2 separate regions of the Sus scrofa genome follow, and region 1 is linked to region 2. A link is a contact called in public HiChIP or PLAC-seq data. All regions are on one chromosome and are shown on one strand. Each heading gives the region's core, a stretch centred on a gene start, on an enhancer-like site or on the middle of the called end of the contact. The rest is flanking DNA. Distances are from core to core; before and after follow the strand shown. Region 1 holds the start of NOC2L (nucleolar complex protein 2 homolog). Region 2 has its middle 16 kb from the start of SAMD11.

Evidence for each region. HiChIP or PLAC-seq counts read pairs in DNA pulled down with a chosen protein or histone mark.
Region 1: an H3K27ac HiChIP or PLAC-seq map of skeletal muscle shows a contact between it and region 2. The contact joins the promoter of NOC2L here to the enhancer-like site in region 2. A contact is called at or near these places in 1 of 5 promoter capture datasets (liver), 17 of 47 Hi-C or Micro-C datasets (alveolar macrophages, brain, embryonic fibroblasts and 11 more) and 1 of 2 datasets of contacts at active chromatin or transcription factors (skeletal muscle).

Annotation. Positions count from the first base shown.
Region 1 is chr6:63,316,714-63,322,955 of Sscrofa11.1, reverse strand. It overlaps NOC2L (nucleolar complex protein 2 homolog), which reads left to right and starts at 2,157. Exons shown (of 19, transcript XM_021095173.1): 1 at 2,157-2,267; 2 at 2,383-2,535; 3 at 3,939-4,113; 4 at 4,203-4,328; 5 at 4,911-5,031; 6 at 5,118-5,208. The coding sequence starts at 2,242. It overlaps KLHL17 (kelch-like protein 17), which reads right to left and starts at 2,058. Exons shown (of 11, transcript XM_021095168.1): 1 at 1,127-2,058; 2 at 546-840. The coding sequence starts at 1,246.
Region 2 is chr6:63,268,048-63,274,775 of Sscrofa11.1, reverse strand. No RefSeq gene overlaps it. Among named protein-coding and RNA genes, the nearest start is that of SAMD11, 16 kb to the left of the region's middle. Within about 2 kb of position 3,650, at least 50 of the 83 cell types and tissues checked have an H3K27ac peak or open chromatin away from gene starts, as enhancers often do. A contact at or near this core is called in embryonic fibroblasts, liver, omental adipose tissue and 2 more, where this site is marked.

The DNA of each region.
Region 1 (6,242 bases), core at 908-3,407, 50 kb before region 2:
GAAGTCAATAGTTAAACGTTGTACAGCTTCCTCCGCCACCACCCCTGCTCAGGTACCACACTTCCCTCTGCCCAGGAGCCCTCCCCCCACCCCGTCTCCCTAGGCCCTCCTTAGGGTAGGCTCTCTGTCCATCGCTGGCCACACTTCCCGTGCCCCCATTGGAGTCCGATGTCCTCGGCACGGGCTGGGCATACAGGACCCGCACGGGGTGAAACTGGTCCATACTGTCGAGTGTCTCTGAAGCGACTCCTACATCAACCAGCAGGTGTGACCTCTCTGGACTCCCACCCCCAGCATGCAGACAGGCCGCCCCAGCCTTTAAGCGGCGCAGCCAGATTCAAGGGCAGCAGGCGGGGACAGAGCAGCCACCTCGGGACACCCTGCCCCGCCCCAGCTGTGTGTGCCGATAACGGACGGGGGCTGGACCCTCCGCGGCCCGGCAGAGCCCGCAGGATGCAAAGCGCCAGGGTCGGCGCGCCCCTCCCTTCCTCCTCCTCCTCCTCGGCTCGGGCCAGTCACGGTCCTAAGCCCCCCGGCCCACTCACGCTGGCAGCTGCGGTGGCGGTGGCGGCGGCGGCGCCTCGGGCGCGGGCCCCGGACTGCTGTGCTCCGGACTTTGTGTCCTGCCAGCCGGGCGCTCGCTACGCGGCTGCATGGGTTCGGCCGCCGGCCCGCCGCGGATCCGCGGAGGACGCACGGAGGAGCGAATGTCGGGCGGCCGGAGGGCTGCTCGGCGGTGGCGGCCGGCTTCGCGTCCCTGGCTCCCGCCGCTTGCCCGCAGCCGCTGTTTCTCGGCGCCGCCCGCCCCGCCTCCTGCGCTCCCCCGCGGCTTCCCGGACACTGCATAGCGCAAGAATTCTCTCAGGTTTCCGTGCCCCGTCCGCCTCCTCCTCCAGGAAGCCCCCGGCGCCCCGCCCGCGTCCTATCTCCAAAAAGCCTCCCGGGTCTTCCGCCCGTCTCAACCCGTTGAAGAAGGCAGCCCCCTCACCCCGCCCCGCCCCGCACTCTCCTGGGCCCCGCATCTCTTAGACGCCGAATGGCTGGCTCCACGTGATGCCCCTGGGGCCTGAGCCAACCCGGGGCTGCATCTGCTCGCCTCTCTGTGACCCCACGCAGGCCTTTTTACCTGTCCGCCTTTGATCTGGACGCTGGCTGGGGAGCAGGATGGAAGTGGGACGCACGCCCTAGGGGCTGTGGGATTTCCTATCTTGGGATCTGACTGTCCCGGCTTGCATACTCCCTCCATTAGGCAGGTGGGGGGAGAAGAGGGCAAAGGCTGGCTTCCTCACCTCCTTCCTTCCCCATGGCAACCTTCCAGCTTCTGGGCCTTTGCACCTGCTGGCTGTTCCACAGACAAAGAGGAAAAGTAGCTGTCCCTACCCGGGCCGGTCTGGGGACTTAGGTAGGGGTGTTCCCAAGCGAATCTCCAGCGGAAGACTCGCTGGACTGAAGTATCAGGCACACTCTTTTAGGGAGATTTGGCTAAATTAGCTTCAACAACAGTGCTCGGATCTGTCTGCTCTCTTGCCCCCTCCTGCTCCCCCGGCGCAAGTGCTATGGGGCTGCTTAGGGAAATGGAAAAGGCTCTCACTGTTCTGACCCTCACCAGAATGTTATTTATCTTTAAGCAAACTGCCCATCGATAGCATCGCCATTTCTGTTTTCATTTGCTTTTCCTACTAGATTGTTCGCTTTAGATCATCGATTTGTAAGAGCTTTGTGTATAGGGTCCTCTCTGACGCATGTCTCCCACCACCATGCATTTTTTTCTGTGGAGCAATGACACCCTCACAGGCGCGGGTTCACGGAGCCCGCGGGGGCTGTGGGCAGGGCCGGGCGAGGGCCCGAGCCTTGCCTTCCCCTAGGTCGTTGTCGATATTGGTGCCTTTTTGGGAAAAGGTCTCAGATTTGTGAGCAGAAATCTGTGAGATTCCGCCCTACGCAGTCCTGCCGGGTGCTCGAGCTCTGCCGCCTGTCCTTCAGCGGAAGCGTTCGGGAGCCGCGACTGAACCCGGCCTGCGCCAGGAACGCGCATCCCGCGTGCCACCCTGGGAGCCCGGGCGCCGCCCGCTTCCCGAGAGGTGTGAACGCGCTCTCCCGCCTGGATGCTGCCGCAGCCGTTGTTGGAGAACCGTAAAGCCACCCGACGAGACGAGACTGGGCGGGGCCGGCCTCAGGAAGTGCGCACAGCGCAAGGCCTGCCGGGGCAGGAAGCGGGGCGCACGCTGCGGCCGGGCAGCGATGGCGGCGGCGCGGAGCCGCAAGCGGTGAGTCGAGGCCCTGCTCCCGCCTTTCTGGCGCCCCTTGCGCCTTTCCTGGGGTGGCGGGGCTGGGGCACACCGGGCTGGCGGGGAGTCATAACTCCGAGGGCATGGCCCGCAGGCGTCTGGCGGAGCTGACTGTGGATGAGTTCCTGGCCTCGGGCTTTGATTCCGAGTCCGAATCGGAGCCCGAAGGAGCCGCAGAAGGCGAGACGCTGGCGGCACGCGGAACCTCCCGGAGCGTAGATGAGCCAGATAGGAGTTCCTTGGCCAGGTGAGTGGAGCGTTCTCCACCGGACGTGTGTAAAGCAGAACCCCGTTAATCGTCCTGGCCCTCCCCACCACAAGGGTGCTGACCACTCCTGGGGCCTCAAGACTGAGACCTGAGGACCCGTGACCTCTCCCCCGGACCCTCCGGCTTGTTTATTCTTCGGACCGGTATTTACGGAGCGCCTCTTCTGTGCCAGGTCATTCAGGTCTTAGACGTTGGAGAATAGTACTCCTTTCTGGTCTTTGCGGTAAGAAAGCTTACTCGATTTTGGATGGCCCACGGTGTGTAGTGGGTTAGAAGAGGGAAGTGCTTGCGGTCAGGAAGGCAAAGCAGAAGGGGCTGGAGGCACAGGGAGCATATCTGGGAGCGCCTGCTGCAGTGTTAAGCGAAGTGGATAAGGCCATTCGAGGAGGTGATAATTGAGCGAAACCTGAGGGAGGGAACTGCCACAGTAGGAGAAGAATGTCCCACTGTTTCAGGGAGCAGGAACAGCAGAGGTCCTGAGGTGGGAGTGGACCTTACGCGCTGAGATGAGTGTGGTTGTGGCAGGAATGAAGGGGAAAGTAGCAGGAAGTGAATCTGGAGAGGTGGTGATGGGGCTGGATCTTGTAGATCATTTGTATGACATCCTAGTACGGTGGGAAGTTATCTCAGGGGTTTGGTGAAGTAATGTCACGTAGCTCGTAACATGAAGGGTCTCTTGGGTTGCTGTGCTGAGAGGAGGTTGTGAAGGAATTGAGAGATGGTGCTGGTTTGAGAGGAGCCATGAGTGGATTTGAAAGTATTGTATTGGAGTTCCCGTCATGGCTCAGTGGTTAACAACTCTGACTAGGAACCATGAGGTTGTGGTTTGATCCCTGGCCTTGCTCAGTGGGTTAAGGATCTGGCGTTGCCGTGAGTTGTTGTGTGGGTCGCAGATAAAGCTCGGATCCCGAGTTGCTGTGGCGTAGGCTGGCGGCGACAGCTCCAGTTAGACCCCTAGCCTGGGAACCTCCATGTACCACGGGTGCGGCCCCAAAAAACAAACACAAAACAAAGTATTGTATTGAGGAGAGCTCATGGCAGCTGGGTTCGAGAGACAGGGAGAGGTTTATCTTTGATCTGAGAACCTGGAAAGGGGGAGTTAGAGATAGCTTAGATAGAGCAGGGTGTGAGCAGAGCAAGTCTGGCTGAAACTGCAGGTTCGGGCATCCGTATGCATTGAGGGTGGGGAGAGAGAGAGATCTGCCGAAAGCTCTCTCTCTGGAAGTCCCTCTGCCTTGATTGTTGGGAGCGGCCATGGAGGAAGTCAACTAAGCCTCATGGGTTCTCTGAGGAGGTCACCGCCCTCACCGCCCCCACCCCCTCCACTGGCTTTGGCCTTGGCTGTACCTGCCAGTCAGTCTGGATGACCCCTACCTCCTCAGCCGGCGGAAGGGCCGTGCGTCCGAGCACAAGGACCAACTCTCTCGACTGAAGGACAAAGACCCTGAGTTCTACAAGTTCCTGCAGGAGAATGACCAGAGTCTGCTGAACTTTAGTGATTCGGACAGCTCCGAGGACGAAGAGGAGCAGTTCCACTCCTTGCCAGACAGGCTGGAAGTGAGGGCCTGCGCGCAGCTGGGTCGGGGGCAGGGGCGTACTTGTGATCCCTACATCCTGTCAAGCCTGGCCCTCTGTGTCTGGTGCAGGAAGCAAGTGAGGAGGAAGAAGATGAGGAGGAGGGGGACCGGGTCCCAGGAGGACCTACAGGGAAGAGGAGGGATTCTGTCCCTGTGACCCTTGCCATGGTTGAGAGGTGGAAGCAGGCAGCAAAGGTGAGAAGTGGCATGGTGTGGGCAGCTGAACACCACCCCACCCTACCCTTGGCTATTGGTGATCTGGGGCTGTGCAGGCGAGAGGAGGCAGGAGGGCAGAGCTCTTCTCTGAGCCCTGGCGCTGGAGTCCCTTCAGCATGAGAGAATCTCAGTTCTTCCCAGCATACTAGGAGGGTTCAAGACTGCATCCTCTCCTTCATTCACTGACGGGGGCTCCCTGGAGTCCTGCTGTGGACAGGACATGGCCTCTGTGCCTTTGCTAGTTGGTGGAGCCAGGGCCCTTCCTCTGAGGGCGTCGCAGTGGTTTCTCCAGGGAAAAGAAAGGACAGAAAGAGAGAACTCCAGATGCCCCTTGACTGGCCATCATCCTCATCCAGAACCCTCAGTTCCTTCCTCCTGGCCCTTCCAGGAGGCTCTGGGCCCTTTTTCTCTGGACCTGGCTCAGTAACACCGCTTCTACCTCTGCTCTTGAGTGAGGATGTGGGCGAGGGGTGCCTTTGTCTCGTAGTGCAGGTTCCTGGAGCCCCAGCTAGCTGCCTCTTGCTCTGCCCATCACGACCGGTTGCTTCTCCAATGTTTTAGCAGCACCTTACTCCAAAGCTGTTCCATGAAGTTGTTCAGGCGTTCCGAGCAGCCGTGTCCACCACCCAAGGAGACCAGGAAGGTGCTGAAGCCAGCAAATTCCAGGTCACGGACAGTGCTGGTGAGCTGGGGTGAGGTGACCTGGGATACTTGCTGTCTGTTCCATCTTTTGTCCTGAGAGTGGCATCTCTGGCCCCTTCATTGCAGTGTTCAATGCTTTGGTCACCTTCTGCATCAGAGATCTCTTTGGCTGCCTCGAGAAACTGCTGTTTGGAAAAGCCCCAAAGGATAGCAGCAGGTAAGAGGGCAGGGGCTGGCATGGAGGGCAATGATCAGGGCCCTGCGTTGGGGAAGGCAGAGGCCTTGCAACCTCGTGGTCCTCTCTAGACCCAGCTGGTGTGGAGGAATGTTGAGGGGCTCTTGGGAGAGACCAGACAGTCAGGGCCACGTGGGGGTAGCCCCATCCTTCCTCCTTCCTCTTTTCTACTTTGCTCAGACTCCTTTGGGGGCCACAGAGTATGTTCTTGGCTTGCCTCCCCATTTTCCCAGGTCCGCATTCTCCGTCTTTGTCTTTGGATCTTGTTCATTCTCCTTGTCCTTTGCTTTGTGGCTGGTGTGTGTGTGTGTGTGTGTGTGTCCAGGCAGCCCCCCCCCCCCCCCCCGAGCACGCTGGCTTGAGGACCTAGACTTCCATGTTAGAGGGAGGTTGAGCGGAGAAGGCCAAGGACCGTCCTCAGATAGGAGAGTGGAGCAGCAGACATTTGGCAGCGTGCGGGTTACCCCACATGATCTGGAGGCACTAAGGGCATAGAGGGTCCAACTCACCCCAGACACTTTTCAAAAGAAGAAAGAAGGCTCCAGGGAGAGATCCTCCTGTGACCACCTGAAGGGGAGGTGGGGGAGCAGTAGACTCAAAGATGGGGGGACGTGGGCTGGTGGCATGGTGGTCAGGGCTGGACTCAGAGGTCAGGGAGGTGCAGCTGCATGGAGGTGGTTCTGTCTGAAGGGGAGCAAAGGATGCTGACGGATCAGCGAAGGTGGAGGGACAGGCAGTGTGAGGGAGCAGCAAGCATGCGGCACAAGTGGGCTGGCATTGGCTGGTGCGGGCTCTCGTGGAGGCCACAGCGCTGGAGAGAGTGGTCACCTCGAGGGACGGTGGGCTTGGGGAGGAAGCCCTGCTGCCTTCTGGGCCGTGGCTTCAGGCGCCCAGCGTCTGACATCAGCTGATGGGGAGACTTTCAGGGGCCCCTGTCTTTTCTTCCTTCGTGTGTGTTCGCAGATGCAGTAAAAGCACTTGCTTTTTGTTGAGTTCTTTGATTGTTGAGGGGTGAC
Region 2 (6,728 bases), core at 2,401-4,900:
CCTGTCACACAGGTGTCACACACGAGACACAGGCAGGCTGGCAGCATCTAGCTTTGGCTTGGAATGGACACTGTCTGAAACAGAGGTGGCATCAGATCTCAGCCCATCACTGCCCGGGGGCTCCAAGGACAGGGTGTGGCTGATGTGGGGAGTTTGGGGAGCATTCTCTAGGGCTGGCTCTCTGGCCAAAGGAGCAGCTGGGGACCTGGTACCCAGAGGAGGCGGATACCTGATCTGCAGGCAGATGGGCAGGTGTCAGGAATGAGGAGTTCCAGAGCAGGGTGGGCGGCAGTGGACAGAGTGAAGGGGAAGTGAGGGTGCCAGCCACATGAGTCTTGGTCTTGACCTGGGCTATGTTTCTTCTCTTTGGGGGGAAGTTTCGACCCAAAGGCTGCAAAGAGCCACGTATTCTTTGAGTGGCAGGTAAAACTCTTTCCCAGGGAGAGCCTGGGAAAGAGCCTAGTTCCGAATGCCACCTGCCTTCAGCACAGCCAGCAACAAGCTAGAGCCTCTGGGAGCCCCAAGTCAGAGGCTCATAAGGGGAGGGTGTTGCTTCTGCCCACCCCCAGGTGAACTTGAAGGCCAGTGCTATTCCTGGGAGAGGGTCTCCCTCCCTGCCAGGCACTGTCCTCAAAGGCAGTGGCCTTGGCAAGTTCAGTGCCCGGATAGCACTGACACCACAGACCCAGGTACTTCCGCCTGCCCTGTGCTGGCTCTCAAGTGGGACTCCCTGTTAGAGTCTCAGGCCTCCTCTGCACCTTGCCTTGCTGGGCGGCCAGCCCGCCCAGGCTTCTGCCGTTTCTCTGCTGGCCTTGCTGGCACTTCCGGGAACACTCGACCTGCCATTTCCTGACTCATTGACTCCGTGGCTCCACTGCCAGAAGTGCGAGCACACAGTTATCATTTCTCTCTGATTTGTTCAACTAGCACTGATCCTGTTTCTGTGCCAGGCACAGTGTCGCACACTCAGGGCCAAAGGTGAGCAGTTCACACAGCCCTTCCTTCCTGGTGTGGGAGTCAGAGAAGGAAGCTCCAAACTCCTCCAGGAGCAGGCAGACCCACCTGCCCAAGCGCCCCCCCCCCCCCCCCACTGCAGGACCCAGCCCAGGAGCTGCTGGGCTGCCGGCATCCGCAACAGCACTTTGGCACAGTCCCCTCCAACCAGTCCTACTTGTCTTTTGGTGATGATTTCAAACGCCACTTCCTCCACGACGCTTTCTGGATCTGTCCAGTTAAACGAGTGCATTATCCCCTGAGCTCGTGATCGCACCTCCCTGCGTTTCCAGAACTCAGGCTCTGACTCTCATAGGAGGCCAACATTCCCCCCTGAACTGTGAGCCCCAGAGGGGTCTCATCTCTGTTCTGGGGTCAGCTGGCCCTTAGGACGTCTTGGAAATATGTGTCACAATGACTCAGCATTTTACAAACATAATCACAGGTTTTAGAGCAACCTATGAGGTAGACGCTCTTTTTACCTCCTTTTACAGGTGACAGGTGGCAAGTGGCACAGTAGTGTTGAGATCCCGTCCTCTGGATCTTTGTGGGTTTTGTTTTTGGGTTTGGTTTTTTTTTTTTAATGGCCGTACCCACGGCATATGGAAGTGCCTGGGCCAGGGATTGAATCTGAGCCACCAGCTGTGACCTACACCATAGCTGGATCCTTAAGTTCTGCATCATAGCAGGAACTCCAGGACCTCTGTGATATCATGAAACAAGCCCTTAGCTGCTCTGAGCCAAAGTTTGCTCCTGAGCTTATCGCTTTATTAATTAACCCCTTAGTTGTCCCCTAAGGATTTCTTGGGGATCCCTGGGCTAAAGGTAGAAGAACACAAGGATCCAGAGGATCCAGAGGATCCAGTGGACATCATCTTGCTGCCGGGGCTCGTGCTGGGAGTTGCCTGACCTCTGGATGCCTGGAGAACTGGGAGCTCCTGTTTGGAGGACCAGGGTCTCACCTGATACCTGAAGCTGCTGGAGGTGCCAGGCCCACTCACCCTGTCTGTAGGTCCACGAACTGCCTGCTTCCCTCCCTCGACACCAGGCTGGGCTCCCAGACACTTGGCCCTTCCTCCTGTCTGCCCTAGCACCCCACTCAGTGGCTCACCGCACTTTTTCTGATTCCTAGAGCAGCTTCCCCTGGGAACGTAGCTTCTCTGCTCTTTGGCCTTGCTCAACACCCACCTGGCTACCGTGCCCAGATTCCAAATCTCTGCTGGCCTCCCTCCAAGGCTCAGCCCCCAGCCCACCCCATCGCTCTGCGGGGCCGACAGGCTGCCTCAAAGCACACACACATGTCTTTTTTCAACAAGAGTACACAGCAGGTCCCAGAATCCCACTCACTTGGCTCTTTCTAAGCAGTGTGTTAACAGGGAGACGCAGTTCTCCTAGGTCTCCCTCAGCCAGGCCCAGAAACCTGGAATGGGGCGTCCCCACCCCCACCCGGCGTGGTTGTCTCTGGGATGATTTCATTTATCACTGGCCGAGGATGAGTAATTTTATCGTGAAACACAGTTGAGGGTGATAGATGAGGAAGCGGGGCGGGTGATCGCCGCACTGCCTCCCTCCCCTTGCAGAGGGAGGCTGGAAGGAGATTCCTGCCCTTTTAGAACAGGAGGGCAGCCCAGGAGGAGGATGCAGAGGGCGGGGGGGGGGGGGAGAGGAGGATGGGGGGGTGGGCAAGGTCAGGGTGGGGGTGGGGTGGAGGAGGCAGAGGACACAGAGTAGGCCAGGTCCCCTGTAAGAACCCCAGCAGGAAGGCAGATGCGTCCTCCCCAAATCCTGCTCAAGGCTGAGATCTAGAGGGTCCCACGGGGGTGGGGGGGGTGAGGGGTGGGGGGTGGGGCAGGGCTTGGGTGTCTCTCCCGACTCTGGGGCGGCTGCTGCGGGGAGTGGAGATACTTTGCTCTGAAAACTGCCATAGTCTTTCCCGGGAGCCATAGCTCCATCTTTTCGTTTGTTTGTTTTGTTACAAGTAATTTTTATTTTATTTTTTATGGCCGCACCTGCAAAGTTCCCAGGCTAGGGGTGGAATCAGAGCTGCAGCTGCAAGTCTATACCACAGCCACAGCAACCCTGGATCTGAGCCACATCTGCGAAGTGCACTGCAGCTCACCGCAGTGCGGGATCCTTAACCGACCGAGCAAGGCCGGAGATCGAACCCACATCCTCATGGATTCTGGTTGGGTTCCTAACTGCTGAGCCACGACAGGAACTTCAGCTCCATCTTTTATTTGCAGTGAAATCCTCGATGAATCATATCTTTTTCAGCAGTGCTCATCGCACCAGCATGAGCAGACCTATATTTTTCAAAATGACAACCGAGACTTTGTCAACACTTGCAAGCCAGCTTGGGGTTTTCTGGAGCCTCTTCCAGGTGCTCCAGGTAGGATTCTAATCTCAACAGCTGCCAGTGGGCATGGGTGGACTGCTGGCCTGCCCATCCACCACCCAAGTCCCCAGCCACAGCGGGGTGGGGACGGGATGAGGGGGGAACCTCAGGACAGATTCAGCTCTGCCGGGGGCAGCGGCGCTGGCTGGCTGGCTGGCTGCTGGGCAATGTTCCTAGCGGCGCGCGTGGGAGGCGCTGGCAGCAACGCTGTCACTGCTGCTGACAAGCCCCTAGAGAGACAGTCCCCGCCTCCGGCTGGAAGGCGGCGGCGGCGGGGACTGGGGGGCCGGCGCGGGAGCGGCGCTGTCCCCAGGCAGCCGGCGGCGCGTCCCCAGAGGCCGCCGGCGGCGCGGCGGAGGCGCCAGGCGCGTCCGGGAAGTCTGGGCGGCCGCCCGCCCGCAGCTGCCCCCGGGTCCTGCGCCGCAGCCAATCGCGGCGACGCGCCGGCGGCTCCCCCCCGCCCGTCCCAGCGGCCGCGCGGCTTAACCCTTGCTTCCCCGGCACTCCGGCCTGCTGACGCCCGGGGGTGTGGGGTGTGGGGCGTGGGGCTGCTGGCGGCGCGGATTCTGGGCCTGAGTCTGGCCCGCAGAGCCTGGGTGTCCCTGTCTCTGATGACACCAACCCGGCAGAGGTTCCGGTGGGCAGTCCCAGGAGCCGCAGGTATGGGGTCCACGGCTGGGCTCGGTCCTCCTGGGTCGCTGAGGAAACCACCCCTCCCTACCTCGACCCCACACCCACCAGGTTCTCTGCAACCACATCTGCCCTCCTGTCCTTCCTCCCAGCAGCGGAGGGATGACAATAATGACACACCAATGAAAACGACTATTTTCCCCTATTGCGAGTGTGCCAGGCGCTGTGCTGTTCGTACATGTCCTAAAGCTTAACAATCGGTGTTGCCCCGGGTGCAGTGGAGGCCCAGAGAGCCTCAGCCTTGGCCACAGGCCTAGAAGGAACTGAGCAGGGTCCTGCCTGCGGCTAGAGGCTCCCATCCAAGTACTAACCAGGCCCGACCCTGCTTAGCTTCCGTGATCCTGCAGTGCGTAGAGGGTGGTATTGATAGGAGTGGAGTAGACACTGGTGGTTGCAGAAGCCCCGGTAAAGGGCCACAGACAAGGAGGGAAACTTATGGGACATTGGGAGATCGCCGTAAGTAAATAAATGGCTCAAAAAAGCCATCAGAACAAAGCAGGTTTGCCTCCTTAGTGGAGCCTTGAGAACTGCCCCAGGTCCTTGGGTGGGGGTGGGATGAGGCCTGCATCCAGATTCAGACCAAGGGCGAGAGTTTGAGGACCACCCTTCTGCGGATTTGAATACACACCTTACCTGATACTAAGGAGGAAAGAAAGAGGTGGGCTTTTCCGACCCACATTCCCCTTGGCTGATAAAAACGGTAGCTCCCCGGATCCTTGGGGCAGAGTTTCCGTGACTGCCCGCTTGCACCTCTCACAAGCCTCCTACGTTAATAAATCTATTTCTTGCCTATCCCTTTGTCTCTCGCTGAATTCCTTCTGCACGGAGACATGAAGAACCCTAACCTCAGTGAGTCCAGGCTCAGGGTGAGGGATTGAAATTTAAAACCATGGGTTCAAGTCCCAGTCTGTGTTCTCGCTGGGTTCAGGCCATCCGTGCTATCAGCCAGTTTGAGGCTCTCCCCCGGCTCCCCCAGCCCCTCCTGGACCTCCCTCCCTCCACCCACCTCTATCTTCAGATTCGTCTTCCTTTTGCAGCTGCTTCTCCCCAACCCCACAGCCCCACCGCAACATCACACCACACAAATCTTCTTTCAGCCGCACACTGTCTCTTCCTTGTTTCAGCAAAACTTCCAAAGAATTGCCTGCGGAAGACTGACTGTCCCCCGGCTCTGTAACCTTCACACTCCAGCTCCTGCCTCACCAGCCAGGAAATTGCTTTGTCAGGTGTTGCCAGAACTCCACCCCACCCCTCCCAACCGAGGGTCTGTGTCACACTCACTCCCTCAGAGCAGGGTCCCCTGCTCTCTCCTGCACTCCCGTCTGCAACTTTTTGCTTTACACCTGCTGCCGTGCAACTTTAACAGCCCCGTATACTGATGAACGGTTTTTATTGTGCTCCTATGGTGTACTGAGCTCTGCTAGGTGCTTGGAGGTCCCTGCTGCCTGGAGCTTGTATTCCACTAGGGGGGTGGGGCAGCTGATGAACAAACAGACAAGTGAATAAATAAGAAAGACTCTTGACAGTCATATGTGGAGGATTAGGAAAGAGGGGTTTAACAAGGTAAGTGCTTCTGTGGTGGTTTTTGACTGGATGTCTGTCTTGAATGTTGACCATGAGATAAGACTTGGCCAGAGAAAGGCCCCTTTAGGTGGAAAGAGTGTCCCCAGGGAGTCCTAGGGCAAGGCTGAGCTTGGTGGGTAAGGGGTGCAGGGATTCCGGACGACCTCCACGCTGGGGAGGGTCTGCACTCCCACTGCTGCTAAGGATGGAGGGTGTTTGAGATTTTCTTTTAACACGTGGGAAAGAGAGCTGGCCCTGGGGCTCCTTGGTTTCCAAGTGGACTGTGCCAGAGGCAGTGCGGCCCACAGGTTGGTAGACCATAGGGTTCCCAGGGCTCATGACAAGGGTCAGCAGGCAGTGATCCCTAGTGGTGGGGGTGGGGGTGAGAGGAAGTGTCAGCTCCAAACCTTCCCTCCCATTGCCTCTGCAAGGGCTGAGGAAATGCATCTTGGCCAAGTGTTCTCTGCCAGCTGCTCGCTTCTGCCGACTGCAAGGGGCAGCTTGGACGCTCACACAGGGCTGAGCATTCTAGTCACAGGAATGAGACTTGCGAACATGACCTTCAGGAACAGCAGACTTCAGATGCTGGAGTGACATGAGTCTTGGGACTTAACGTCCTGGAGGGGAAGGCGAGAGGCCACAAAGTGGGGCTCCCCAGAGCTGTTTCCATGGGCCCTGCTTCTTCACGTGGTGGCCCATGTCACCTGTGCTCCCCAAGATTTTGGGCTGGGTGCTGGCACGGAAAACTGTAGAATGAGTGCGTTTAACGGGGCAAGGGCTGCGCACTGAGGAGCCAGGGAGCCGTCTGTCTGTAGCTAACGGAGAGACCCGAGGATAGACACTGCCTGCAGGTTGTGACAGCAATGATCTCCAGGACCTCTGCACCCCCCACTTCTCTAGTGTAGGGAAAACAGGTTAGCCCTACTTTCTTCCCGGCTTCTGTGTATTTTAGGTGAGGAACGGCTGAGGTGGGAGGGTGGGTGGTGGCTGAGTTTCTAGTGCCTTCCTCAGGGTCTTCCCTTCTCTCCTGGAGTGTGGACGGAGCCGTCCCAGGTGGAAGGGCCTGGCTTTCTCAAGGCAGGTAGAG